Regions from separate parts of the Rattus norvegicus genome. Here region 2 is linked to region 1. A link is a contact called in public Hi-C data. All regions are on one chromosome and are shown on one strand. The core of a region is the stretch at or near the end of the contact, and the rest is flanking DNA. Distances in the headings are between cores, read along the strand shown.

Region 1 (6,515 bases), core at 1,265-3,764:
AACACCCTTACCCTTTTGCATGCGTGCGTGAGTGCATGTGTGCGTGAGAGTGTGTGTGTGTGTGTGTGTGTGTGTGTGTGTGTGTGTGTGTGTTTGCTCTTTGTTTTTCATGTCAGGGTTTCTCTGTGTTGCCCTTGCTGTCCTGGCTTTGTAGACCAGGCTGGCCTCAAACTGAGAGATCTGCTTGCATACTAAGTGCTGGGACTAAAGGTGTTCACTACTACTCCCCTGCTCCAGCTCCCTTTTCTCTAACATCTCATTTTCTGTTTTCAGTATGTCGAAAACAACAAGAATGCGGACAATGATTGGTTCCGACTGGAGTCCAACAAGGAAGGGACCCGGTAAGCTGGCCCTTGGGAGGTACGGGTAGGAACCTCTCTCCTGGCTTAAGCAATCTGGGATCCCATAAGCACCCGCCAAAGCTGCCATACTTATTTAGAGCTCCTAGTTATTCACATGTGAGTCTTCCCTAAGCAGAGATGTCATTTGCGTATGGTGGGGATGGTCTGAGGTTTGATCTCTGTTGCAGGTGGTTTGGAAAATGCTGGTACATCCACGACTTCCTCAAATACGAGTTTGACATCGAGTTTGAAGTGAGTGTGATAGAATGGGAAGTATGAAGGTTAGTAGAAAAGGACTGATCAGCGGATTGTCGACAAGCTGACCTCTCATGAAGGGACCAAATAAAGCTTTTGAAGTGGGAGGGGAAAGCTGAGGTTTGAAGCAGATGTGTAACAATTACTAATCTCTTTGTCTAGAATCCTGGTGTGCACATGCCGCTTGGGGAATCAGCTAAACAAGCAGTTCAACCAAGAGATATATATGTTTGATTAGACTGGTTCATTTTTCTCTCGATTCTCTGTTTTATTATGGCTTTGTAATTTCTCCAGATTCCTATCACATATCCCACTACTGCTCCAGAAATTGCAGTCCCTGAGCTGGATGGGAAAACGGCAAAGATGTACAGGTAGGACTGCCCAGGAGGTGAGAAAGAGCAAAGGAAGCCTTAGGGAGGAGCTGCAGAGACACGTGCTTTCCCCAGGGCCTGCTGCTCCAGAGTCTAGAGGGAGTCCTGGTCTCCTATGTCAAACCTATGCAAAGTACTTAGCTGACCTTGTGCTCCATTCTGAGCACTCATCTTCCTGTGTTCCCAAGAGGCCGCTGTACATTAAGCTGGTTTCATGTGTTAACACCTTCCTCTTGTCCTTCTCGTAGGGGTGGCAAAATATGTCTAACTGATCATTTCAAACCTTTGTGGGCCAGGAATGTGCCCAAGTTTGGACTAGCTCACCTCATGGCCCTGGGGGTAAGTTTGTTGTTCTTGGTGTATGAGAGGAAGAGGGAGGGTTGAGGACCCTAACCCTATCATACACAAAGCTGAGACCGAACATCCCTTGGACTGTCCTCCTAGACTCTAGGACCTGGAGTCTCCGGGAAGGAGGCTCAGGTGGAACGAGAGGCATGGACTGGGACAGTAACCTCACAGGGTTTCCCTTGCATTGCAGCTGGGTCCTTGGCTGGCAGTGGAAGTCCCTGATCTGATTCAGAAGGGTGTGATCCAGCACAAAGAAAAATGCAACCAATGAAGGATGAAGCTTCTGAGGCAGGACAGAGGGACTGTTGCTAGACTCTGATTCTGTTTCCTCCTTTCTCATGATTCCTTCAAGGGTCACCTCTGGCCATTACAAAGTAGCTGGAGGGACAAATAACAAAACCCAACAAAAGGGCAAGGTCACAAAGTTGCTAAATTAAGCTGTACAGAGAGGTGAAAGATTTGGGCCTTGAAAGAGGCGGTTTGTATCCCTTCTCCAAGCAGAGCCCTGGAGGCATTTTGGAGACCTGGGGTGTAACTGACAGCATATAGCTTTTTGATTTCTGGAGACAACCTGTCAATAAAAGCTGCTTCCCATGGTGGCCTGTGGGTCTCATTGATGGCTGTTAACAAGGTGAACAAGCAAAATATGGAGGTACATGAACAACTACGTGAGGTAGGGAGGGGGGTGTGAGTGGAAGAAAATCTGGTTTCTTCCCTTGCTGTTGGGGTTTACTTTTTGCCCTTTAGCAGTGAACCATGCTTTACTTACTGCCTGAGCCTACAAAGAAGCTTGAAGAATGAGTTTTACAGGTCCAGCGCTCTCTGCCCACTAGGGATCTCCCTATCCTTAGGTGGGGTGTTAAATGCTTCTCTATTGGTTTGCTGGCTGGACCTGCATGCTGCTTTCCCACTGCATCCCTCTTGTTTGGGAAGAATCTGTGTTGCAAGCCCTTCCTTTAGTCTTCGACTATTCAGCTCTTCATCCCTATGGACCATATGACTGGGTGAGGAGCCTTGGCCTCAGGGACTTGCAGCAATGGTTTAAAGACCACCATCAGGCAGGGCCTGAAACTAGTGGTTCTAAAGTTGGCTGCGTTTCCATGGTGTCGGTCGGGGAGCCGTGGGGGCGGGTTCACGCAAGCGCCGAGGAGTTGGGTGGGAGGATTTCGAGTGTGGGCGCGCAGGCGCCTAAGAGACTGTGAAGCCGGTGGCCGGTGGCCGGGCGGCACCAACAAAGATGGCGGCGGCCCTTGCGGCGGGAGCAAGCTGGGCAACAGCTGCGGCTAAAGCTGCAGCCTGGCCTGCGGGGAGGCTGTTCGGGGGTAGGAGGGGGTGGCCCTGAGCTGGAGCTGGACCCCGGCTGGCCTCCCCCGCCGCCTCACCGGGGGACAGGTATGGGCCGGGACGTTATGGCGGGTGGGGTGGGAGAGCCGAGGGAGGATGGATCCAGACCCCAAAGGACGTTCACCACAAAGGGAGAGGCTCGCGGTGCCCAGCGGGGCCTGGGAGAACTGGGCTGGAAGAACAGCATTCTCGGACCGCGGGGAATATGCCGCCGGACCCCGTAGCCAATCAGCAGCCTCGGCCTTTCTGCCCTCGAGGGGGGCGGACCCGGGTAAAACCCTGCTGTGGTGGGAGAGGTGCAGAAATTAGGGGTCAAGTAGTTCGTCCTCTATCTCAAACCTTTGCCCCCCCCTGGGCCCAAACACCAAGTAGGAGTTCAGAATTGGAGGAGGGAGTGGATTGCAGATCATCCGTTTGATTGGCTTCATTTGCAACCCAGAGGAGCAGGGGTTGAGGTTAGAATGCTGTCTTTTTGACTGATTCTTGCGTTCACAGTCCCAGGTCTAAGGCACATCCTACTTGACTAGCCACATATGAGGATTAGTTCGTAGATTATAAAAACAGCTGAGATTGAGACTACCATTGGCTTTTTCAATAAATCTGTATTCTATAGAGAGGGGGTGGGGCATGGAAAGGTCAAAATGATGGTCTACTATTCAGTCATTTGTTTATTCAAGGAGTACTAAGTATTTTTCTTGTGCCAAACATTGCCAGGTACTGGAGATGCAAGAACTGGCTTTATAAACGTTATTCATGCCCTCACAAAGAAGCCAGCTTGCTTGGTAACCTATATCTTATCTCCCTTCCTAATTCAAATGCTGACCCTCTGTTCTCCTCAGGTCCAGCCTGCGGTGCCCACAATGCCCCAGGCTTCTGAGCACCGCCTGGGCCGGACTCGAGAGCCACCTGTCAATGTACAGCCCCGAGTGGGAGCCAAGATACCGTTTCCTCCCCGGGCCCGCAGCAAGGAGCGCCGAAACCCAGTTCCTGGGCCAAACTCCATGTTACGACCTTTGCCTCCCAGGCCAGGTCCCCCAGATGAAAGGCTCAAGAAACTGGATTTGGGTCGGGGTCGGACCTCAGGCTCTCGTCCTAGAGGTCCCCTTCGAGCAGATCATGGGGTTCCCTTGCCTGGCTCACCACCCCCAACTGTGGCTCTGCCTCTCCCATCCCGGACCAACCTAACCCGATCCAAGTCTGTGAGCAGTGGGGACTTGCGTCCAATGGGGATTGCCTTGGGAGGGCACCGTGGCACTGGCGAGCTAGGGGCTGCACTGAGCCGCCTGGCACTCCGGCCTGAGCCACCCACTTTGAGACGTAGTACTTCTCTCCGGCGTCTTGGGGGTTTCCCTGGACCCCCTACCCTGCTCAGCATACGGACAGAGCCCCCTCCTTCCCATGGCTCCTTCCACATGATATCTGCCCGGCCTTCTGAGCCTTTCTACTCTGATGACAAGATGGTGAGGACTTGCCAGCACACGTGGTCTTCCATGCACATGCTCCTCTTGCCTTCAACTTTGTCATACTATGACTCTCCTGTGTTCCCTTCTCCAAGTCCCTTTGTCAAACCCTCATTACACCAGTGGATTCTTGTCTTTTCTGAGACCTTCTAGATCTTATTTTGGGTTTTTATGTGATTCTCCAACTTGGTGTGCCATTCTAGTCCCTAGGGAATTAGCCTGACTATTTAGAATTCTTCTTTGGGTCCTTAGGCCCTCTCTTTTAAGGCAACTTCTCTCCTAGGACTAGGCCTCGACCTAATTAATCCCTGGAGCTGAAGAGGGGCGGGGTTAAGAGCACCTTTCCTGGCGTGGTTACCCATTTCCTGAGCTAAATGAGTTAGGCTGCCTGCAGTTGGAGCCAGCAGGAGAGGGTGCAAGAAGGGGCCACGGGGGCAGGAGGCGGATTTGGGGGCAGTAAGGTGGGGGTGGGGAGCAGCTGGGCAACCATGCCAGTGCTTGGGGAGTTGCCTCAGGAGCTGCAACGCCGGCTAGCTTGGCAGCGGAGTAAATGGGGACTAGGCGTGACAGCCATGGCTGAATCTGTGGTACACTCAGCTGTGATGGGTTTACTACTCATGACCAGTGAGGTAGGATGGCCAGTGAGGGAACAGGGTCGAGTTGGGGCACGAATGGGGCTGGGGAGACATTCGACAGCATGCTATTGAAAGCACCAGGTAGAATATGACTGTCCTCTGACTTTACAGGCTCACCACACACTGCTTCTGGGCTCTGGTCATGTTGGCCTCCGAAATCTAGGAAATACAGTAAGAGCCATTTTCCCGTCCTCCGTAAAAGGAATGTGAGATGGTGTTGGGGGGTGGAAACAATGGCAGAGCTAGGGAAGGCATGCAGGCGAGAGCAGTGAAGCTCTTGGTCCTGCTGGGCACCCGTCTGGAAAGGTAATGGCAGGGGCTGGGGATTTAGCTCAGTGGTAGAGCGCTTACCTAGGAAGCACAAGGCCCTGGGTTCGGTCCCCAGCTCCGAAAAAAAGAACCAAAAAAAAAAAAAAAAAAAAAAAGGTAACGGCAGTGTTCCTACTGCTTCTGCAGTGCTTCCTGAACGCCGTGTTACAGTGTTTGAGCAGCACAAGGCCTCTTCGAGACTTTTGTCTGCGAAGGGACTTCCGGCAAGAGGTGCCCGGAGGAGGCCGAGCCCAGGAACTCACAGAAGGTGGGCAACAACTCCTGATGCTTCTGTTCTCCTTCCCCATCCCCTTCGGTTCTCTCCTCCCAATACCCATGGCTCCCAGCCCTTCAAGCTGACAGATTCATCCATTTCCCCCAGTTTCTTTCTTCCTAGAGATTTTCTAGCCACTGAATCTCTTCCTGCCTGCCCTTCCAGACATTAACTTTGAATCCCTTCCCCACTGTCAAACCAACAGCCTTTGCAGATGTGATTGGTGCCCTCTGGCACCCTGACTCCTGTGAAGCTGTGAATCCTACCCGATTCCGGGCTGTCTTCCAGAAATACGTCCCTTCCTTCTCTGGATACAGGTGGGAACTGAGTGAATAGGATTTCTCTCTGGCTGTGTCTGGGGTTGGGCCAAACAGAGGCTCTAGCAGCCATGTTCTGAGCCTTGAGGTTTCCTACAGAGGAAACAGGGACCCAGATTGGGCAGGGGATACTTGTGGACCACAAATAGATCACTTGTCCATATTCTGTCTGGCTATAGCCAGCAGGATGCCCAAGAGTTCCTGAAGCTCCTTATGGAGCGGTTGCACCTCGAAATCAACCGACGAGGCCGCCGGGCACCACCAATTCTGGCCAGTGGTCCAGTTCCCTCCCCACCTCGCCGAGGAGGGGCTCTGCATGAAGAACCTGAACTGAGGTAAGGTTTGTTCCCCTTTGTTCCTCTTTTCAGTAGTTCAGTCAGCATTCAGTCTTCACAGAGCTGAGCCAACCGAAACTGGACATGTAGGGCCCAGGGGAGACCCTTTAGCACAGGAAAAAAAAGGAAGGAAGGGAAAAAGGGGGAAGCTGAGAAGTACAGATATAGGCAAACAGAAAATAGTGTCAGGGATGCCATTAAACTGGGGAAAGAGAGGCTTCTACAATCAAATATATCAAAAGCTTGTAGAGGAAGATGACTCTATCTATCTATCTATCTATCTATCTATCTATCTATCTATCTATCTCCTTTTCCCTTTCATCTTGGATTTCCCTGGAAAGTTCCCAGAAGCATTTCTTACTCCTTTGACTAGAAATTTAGGGAAGGCGCTGGTATGTGAATAGGGAACAGGGTTCTGTGGGTAATTTCAGTGGTTTAGGGGTGCCCAGTATTAACACGGCTGTCTCACAATTTGTCCCCATCCCCTTAATCTGTGGTAGTGATGATGACCGAGCCAACTTAATGT
Region 2 (6,515 bases), core at 1,466-3,965, 190 kb before region 1:
AGACCCTGTTTTAACAAGGAGGATTAAGAAAGAATACTATAAAAGACACTCTGGGGGTTGGGGATTTAGCTCAGTGGTAGAGCGCTTACCTAGGAAGCGCAAGGCCCTGGGTTCGGTCCCCAGCTCCGAAAAAAAGAACCAAAAAAAAAAAAAAAAAAAAAAAGACACTCTGTGTGCGTGTGTGTGTGTGTGTCTGTGTGTGTCTGTGTGTCTAAGTTCCTGGCAGAGGTCCATGGAGCCTTTAAAATCTCAGGAGACACTGAAAATTGCCCTGATTAAACACACACACACACACACACACACACACACACACACACACATATGCTTGTGCACGCGCACACACAGACATACTCATGCATGCGAGAGATGAAAATAGAAAGACTATTTGGGAAGAGGAAACAGACCAATGTGAGGAGACAAGACAGAAAGGGGTGGATGAATCACTACACACTGTATACACATCAAAAACCCATTATATATAATTAATGTAATAAAAACAATATAATATGAGGGCCAGGCAGGGACTTGACTCCACTCTTCTACTGAAGGCTACAGTTTCAGCGTCTGATACCACCGCCAGCCAGGTTCTATTCCCTCCCACTGCAACCTCCTTCATACTTACTGAATATGCAAAAAGCCAAAATGATAATAATTAAGTCTTAAACTTTTTATTGATCCTATATTTTCAAATCTAGAATGGGAACATTTTATTCCATAAAAACAAAAGACTATCCCAAAGGGTTGAGGAAAGTTATTGCCGATATTTCCCCAAACTGGGTCCCTTTTTCCTCTTGAAGTCATGCCAACTGGACAGTGGAGGAGACTTTTATTGGCCAAGTACAGAAGGGAGAAACTCCACAGTCAAGTTCTTAGGGAATTATCAGGGGGATTTGTTAATTTTAGAGTTTTTAAAAAGATCTACTTATTTATTTTATGTATATGAGTACACTGTCACTGTCTTCAGACACACCAGAAGAGGGCATCAGATGCCATCACAGATGGTTGTGAGCCACCATGTGGTTGCTGGGAATTGAACTCAGGACCTCTGGAAGAGCAGTCGGTGCTCTTAACCTCTGAGCCATCTCTCCAGCCCAAGATCTATTTATTTTTATTGTATTTATGAGTGTTTTGATCCATCTCTCTACCCCAGCTGTTGTTTTGTGTGTGTGAGAGATGCGTAAACGTGTGATGGTCCCCAGAGGCCATGGGAGGACACTGGGCATCTTCCTCTGTCAAACTCCGTCTTATTCCCCAGAGACAGAGTCCTTCAGGAAACAGAGTTAGGCTGACAGCAGGTCTGCAGCCTTCTTGTCTCAGCCCTCTCCAGCACTGAGATTAGAGATCCCATCTGGCTTCGTAGGTGTTCTGGATTCAAATGCAGGTCTTTGTGATTGTTCAGTGAGCATTCTTCCCCACTGAGCCCCCCCCCACACACACACTCCAACCCCGGGGGTTCAGCTGTCAGAAAAGTGTTTTGTTTTGTTTTTTTAATTTTTGTTATTGTTGTTTTGACATTGTTTTTAGACAGGGCCTCTCTGTGTAACAATCCTGGCTGTTCTGGAATTTACTTTGTATACAATACTGACCTCGAACTCAGAGAGATCCACCTGCCTCTACTTCCCAAGGACTGGGATTAAAGGCATGCACCACATCCGACTGATTTTTTTGTTTTGGTTTTAAAACCCAGTGAAAGAAAGAAGGAGCTACGGTGTATCCCTCTTTTAGCTCTTGGGGAACAGAGAGGAAGGAGGTTTGCAAAAACTGATCCATGAAGCTAGTTCAGCTCCAGGTGAGCCAAAGTCACAGTGAGACCCAGTGTAAAAGAAAAAAGGAGGGGAGGGGAGAGGAGGGGAGGGGAGAGGAGGCGAGAGGGTAAAGAGCAGGAGGGAAAAGAGACTGAAGCGGAGTGTTGTCATACACTTGTACTACCAGAATTTAAAAGACAGATCAAGAATTCAAGGTCCTCTTCCGCTACAGTGGGTTCAAAGTCAGTTTGGAGTACATGAGAGACCACATTAATCAACTCATTCAAAAAAAAAAAAGTAGAGATGGCTCAGCGGTTAAAAGCACTGGCTGCTCTTCCACAAGTCCTGTGTTCAATTTCCAGCAACCACCACATGGTGGCTCACAACCATCTGTAATGGGATCTGATGCCCTCTTCTGGTGTGTCTGAAGACAGCGACAGTGTACTCACATAAATAAAATAAATAAATCTTGAGGGGGGACTGCTAGTAACGGGGAGTCATAATCATGTCTTCTAGTAGTAAGTTGAGCTACCCCTCTTTTCTCTGCTTATATAGGGCTTTCCGTTGTTATTATGGCAACTGTCTGCTATCCACTAGGAAGGTTCATATTTTGCATGCAGATAGCAATACATCGTGAGGACAGGCGCTCTCTGGCAGCAGTCTTCTTCGGACCAATCACTTAGTGCTCAGCAAGGTCACCAAAGCAATACTCAATTGACCTTGTAGGGCTGAGTACAACCCAGTAACTGCGGGGAGATTTCACACAAACGCAGGGGTTATGTGGGGTTCCTGTGGGGACGGGGCTTTTCCAGAGTGGCCTAGGATTGGAGGGATTACGTGGTCTGATCCTTAGGGCAAACTCAAGATTGGTTTTTTGGTTTTTTGTTTTTTTTCACATAGGGTGGGATCTGGCCACTCTCCTGCCTCAGGCTAGGAATGGCCATTACAACAGCCAATAGAAAACCCTGGAGCAGGCCTAGCCATTTATCCTCCCTCCCCCAATTGTGAGGCTAGAACAGCAGTTACAGCTATTTAAAATCCTCTGGCCTATTAGGAAAGACAGGGGCGGGGCCTGGCTGCTGGAGCGTCTCACGGAGGTGGGGGGGAGGGGGGCTGGCGGGCTTTGAGAGTTTATAAATATACAAAATTGGGTAATCTCTAGGTTTAGCTGAGAGGTGGAAAGCTAGTAAGGAAGCCACCTAACATTGACCTCTGGCCTCTACATTCATCACGCAAGCACACACCCACATGGACAGACATCCCACGAAAGCAGAACAAGAAAATATCTCGTTATAAGCTCTTTTGACTTCTGTTTTGCAGCAAATGAATTCAAAAGACACACAGAACACAAAGACAGCCATGTTTATTAGTCTCATCAGTGAATGGTCAATGACCAGCAAAAGATCGCTGTGGAGGAAAAATACTCAGGTTGAATAGATCTGCGCACTAACCCTTATTCCTTAGACAGTCTTTATTATTATTGATTGTTGCTATCGTTTTAGACGTGGTCTCATGTAGCCTCGGACTGATCCTCTGGTGAATCCAGTTTTCTGTTAGTGGTTGGTTGGTTTTACAAGGCAGGCTTTCTCTAGGCAGCTCACTGTGGGATTCTCTGTAGATGAGGCTGGCCTCAAACCCAGGGAGATGTGCCTGCCTCTGCCTCCCGAATGCTGGGATGAAAGGGGTGCACCACCACTGTCAGCCTTCAGCCTTCGCTGCTGATCTTCAACTCAGCACTTTTGAAAAAAGAGCTTGAATTCCTAACCTCCCTGCTCCCAGAGTGATGGGTCCCAACTGGCTGCTTTCTTTTGTTCTTAACACACCAGGGATTGAACCCAGGACCTTGGAGTTTACTAGGCGAGTGCTCTTCTGGCGGATCTATATCCCCAGACCTTTATTTCCTTAAGGCCCTTCCTAGCAACCTCATTTACAGACCCACTAGGATTCTCTTAGGGAGTGGACAGTGGGTGTGGTTTTGTTCTTTACCAAAAAGCTGTCTTACTACTAGGCCTATAGTCCCAGCACTCAGGAGTTAAGAGGCAGGAGATAGCCTCAGGTTCCAAGGCCAGACTGGTTTACTGGGAAGTTCCAGGCTTTGTAAGGGATACACAGGGGGATGATGAAAGGGTGTGGGAGTGGGGGAGGGGAAGGAGATGGCTCAGCAGTTAAAAGCACTTTTGCTGCTCCAGCAGAAGACCAGGTCTAATTCCCATAACTGGGCCCACAACCATCTATCTGTCTGGATCTCCAGTTCCAGAGGACCTGACATCCTGTTCTGGCTTTCATGGGTACCAAGCACGCATGTAATGTGCATACACAGTAATTTTTAAAAAGTTAAATTAAGCTTCTCCAGTATATTTATTATGCCTTCTCTGGCACTGACTGTGAAAATCTAGTATCAGGCCTGGTGGTGGTGGTGGCAGTATGCTTTTAATCCCTGTGTTGGGAGGCAGAGGCAGGCAGATCTCGAGTTCATGCACCCTGAGGAAAACTTGTCATCTCACTCCAACAGAGTCCCCTTTCTTCCACTTTCCCAACAGTCAGCCTTACTCTACAGATCCTGCCCACACAGAAACAGCCAAGTTGGTTGATGTTTGAGATGGGGAGCAGTTGGGAGAGAAACATTCATTCTTCGTCTTCTCTCTATAGAAGCTGAAACCCAGCCTCACACTCGCCAGGCAAGGGCTCTCTCTCTCTTCCTGAACTACCCTTAGATGCTGTCCACTTTAGTTAAGTGTTAATGTGACTATAACCATAACACATTGTACATGCCAAACCATCACTGTCTATAGCTTAACAAGAAAATGAGGAAAAAAGACAGGAACAAATGCATCCTTAAGATCCCACTATTTTTTTTTCTTTTCTTTTCTTTTTTCGGAGCTGGGGACCGAACCCAGGGCCTTGTGCTTGCTAGGCAAGCGCCCTACCACTGAGCTAAATCCCCAACTCCAAGATCCCACTATTTTACACCAGATAAAGTCCGTATCACATGCAAACCATATCCCTAGCACTGGCCCATTCTCCATCCCAGAGATAGCAGCCATCTCTAGGTCATTATCATTCATGCGCAAGTCTACGAAAGAAAAGCTAAGTAAAAATACATCTATTTTTTAAATGTAGTATTAGGTGAGGGCTATTAGAGAGTTGGCTCAGTGGCTAAGAGCACCTACTGCGCTTCAGGGGGTCCAAGTCTGGTTCCCAGCATCTGTTGGGCCCTACCTTGGTGTTTCCCTCCCCCCTCGCTGAGCCTCTTCGCCTGCTATAGCAAGAACTTGTTTACACCCTTGGCAGCTGCTCTTAGCCCCAGATTTGGGGCTGGGATTCTCCATGGCACCCTTCCTCCCCACTGAGCCTTCCTGCTTGTTGTTGTTAAGAAGTTGTTTAAGCCCCGGATTGGGCCGGAACTTTCACCACAGACTTTTCCTGTTTTCCTGGTTGGGGATTTTCACCTGCCTTGTTGTTTTTCCACGGCTTTTGCCTCGAATATATAAGGAAATCTCAGGAAAGCCTTGGTGGCACTCACTGAAAACGGGTGACCCGTGTACGTGTTTTCTTTCAATTCCGCAGACCTACGCCCGATATTCACACACTGGCAGCGCAGGCACCAACAAGCATCCACATTGCCTGTTACTCAAGGTCAACGGAAATCCAATGCCCTCTCCTGACACCTGTACACACACACACACACACACACTTTAAATTTTTTTTAATGTATCAAGGAGACATAGGAATGGACAGCCCTAATCTCGAATAACCAGGAAGACTTCAGATGTCTTTGGAGTCCGAGTCGTTTTTTTTTTTTAATTTCCCTTTTCATTTTTAGTTTTTGTTTTGAGAAAAGATCTCATGCAGCCCAAGATGGCCTTAAACTTCCTGTTTATCTGTGGATGACTAGGAACTTGTAACCCTGCTGCGTCTGCCTCTGAAGAAGCGCTGGGATCACAAGCGTGCACAACCACACCTGATTTAACACAATGTTGGCTTCCAGCGAGGCAAGCACTTTACTAACCTTACTTTCTCTCCATCCTGAGTCCCATCTCTTGCTGCATGCAGAACTTCGGGATTTAAACAAAATCAATGTGAAAAATAGATGTTTATTACAAGAATTCGTTTCGACACTGTAAAATGAAACCAGAGGTGGCATTCCCAAAGCATACCATAGGCTGGAGAGGGGAACCCCAAGAGTAACGGACTCTCACATCAAAAGGACCCGAGGGGATTGTTTATCTAGTATACTAGAAGGGCAATGAAATCCCACCCCAGCCCCACCCAACTGAAACAAATCCTTTAACTTTAGAATTTCTCTTTTATTGTCCAATTGGATTTTATTTCCTCTGGAAAACTCTGCCCTTAAGTATTTAATTTCCAAAAGCTGCAAGGAACCCAAATGGAAGAGAGAAATGACCGCCAGACCTATCCAGATTCCTACTTGTCTCAAATATTAAACGGCTGGAGGAACTGTCCTTTAGAAGCCTGAGGGAGGGCCATTATGACCGCCAGGCAGGAGAGTGCGTGGACACTTTCTTCCCCAACTTGACTGAATAGCAGCTTCCCCCCCAGCACAGCACCACCTTTGTCCAAGCAGCAGGAGAACCAGGTTCTGATGTCTAGAAGCTTTGCCTTGAGTTAAGAACGGAGTCCTGAGGACCAGCCATGGATTGCTGGGAAGCAGAACTTTGATGTACTTTGTTTATAAAAAGTAGCCTAGAGTCCCTAAAACATTCCCCCACTTCCGACAAAAAGAAGTTTGTCAAATCAAGTTTTTATTTC

The links. A called contact is a pair of places that touch in the nucleus more often than the background predicts.
Region 2: a Hi-C map of hepatocytes shows a contact between it and region 1, with 2.6 times the contacts expected there. The contact joins the enhancer-like site here to the promoter of Usp21 in region 1. A contact is called at or near these places in 3 of 12 Hi-C or Micro-C datasets (the A7r5 cell line, hepatocytes and mammary epithelial cells).

Annotation. Positions count from the first base shown.
Region 1 is chr13:86,237,179-86,243,693 of GRCr8, reverse strand. It overlaps Usp21 (ubiquitin specific peptidase 21), which reads left to right and starts at 2,514. Exons shown (of 13, transcript NM_001127638.2): 1 at 2,514-2,707; 2 at 3,499-4,119; 3 at 4,866-4,925; 4 at 5,211-5,331; 5 at 5,543-5,654; 6 at 5,834-5,989; 7 at 6,490-6,515. The coding sequence starts at 3,520. Ufc1 (ubiquitin-fold modifier conjugating enzyme 1) reads left to right here. Exons shown (of 6, transcript NM_001003709.3): 2 at 274-341; 3 at 530-593; 4 at 891-967; 5 at 1,216-1,306; 6 at 1,506-1,915. The coding sequence ends at 1,586.
Region 2 is chr13:86,429,796-86,436,310 of GRCr8, reverse strand. F11r (F11 receptor) reads right to left here. Exons shown (of 10, transcript NM_053796.1): 10 at 6,492-6,515. Among named protein-coding and RNA genes, the nearest start is that of F11r, 27 kb to the right of the region's middle. Within about 2 kb of position 2,715, at least 6 of the 93 cell types and tissues checked have an H3K27ac peak or open chromatin away from gene starts, as enhancers often do. A contact at or near this core is called in hepatocytes, where this site is marked.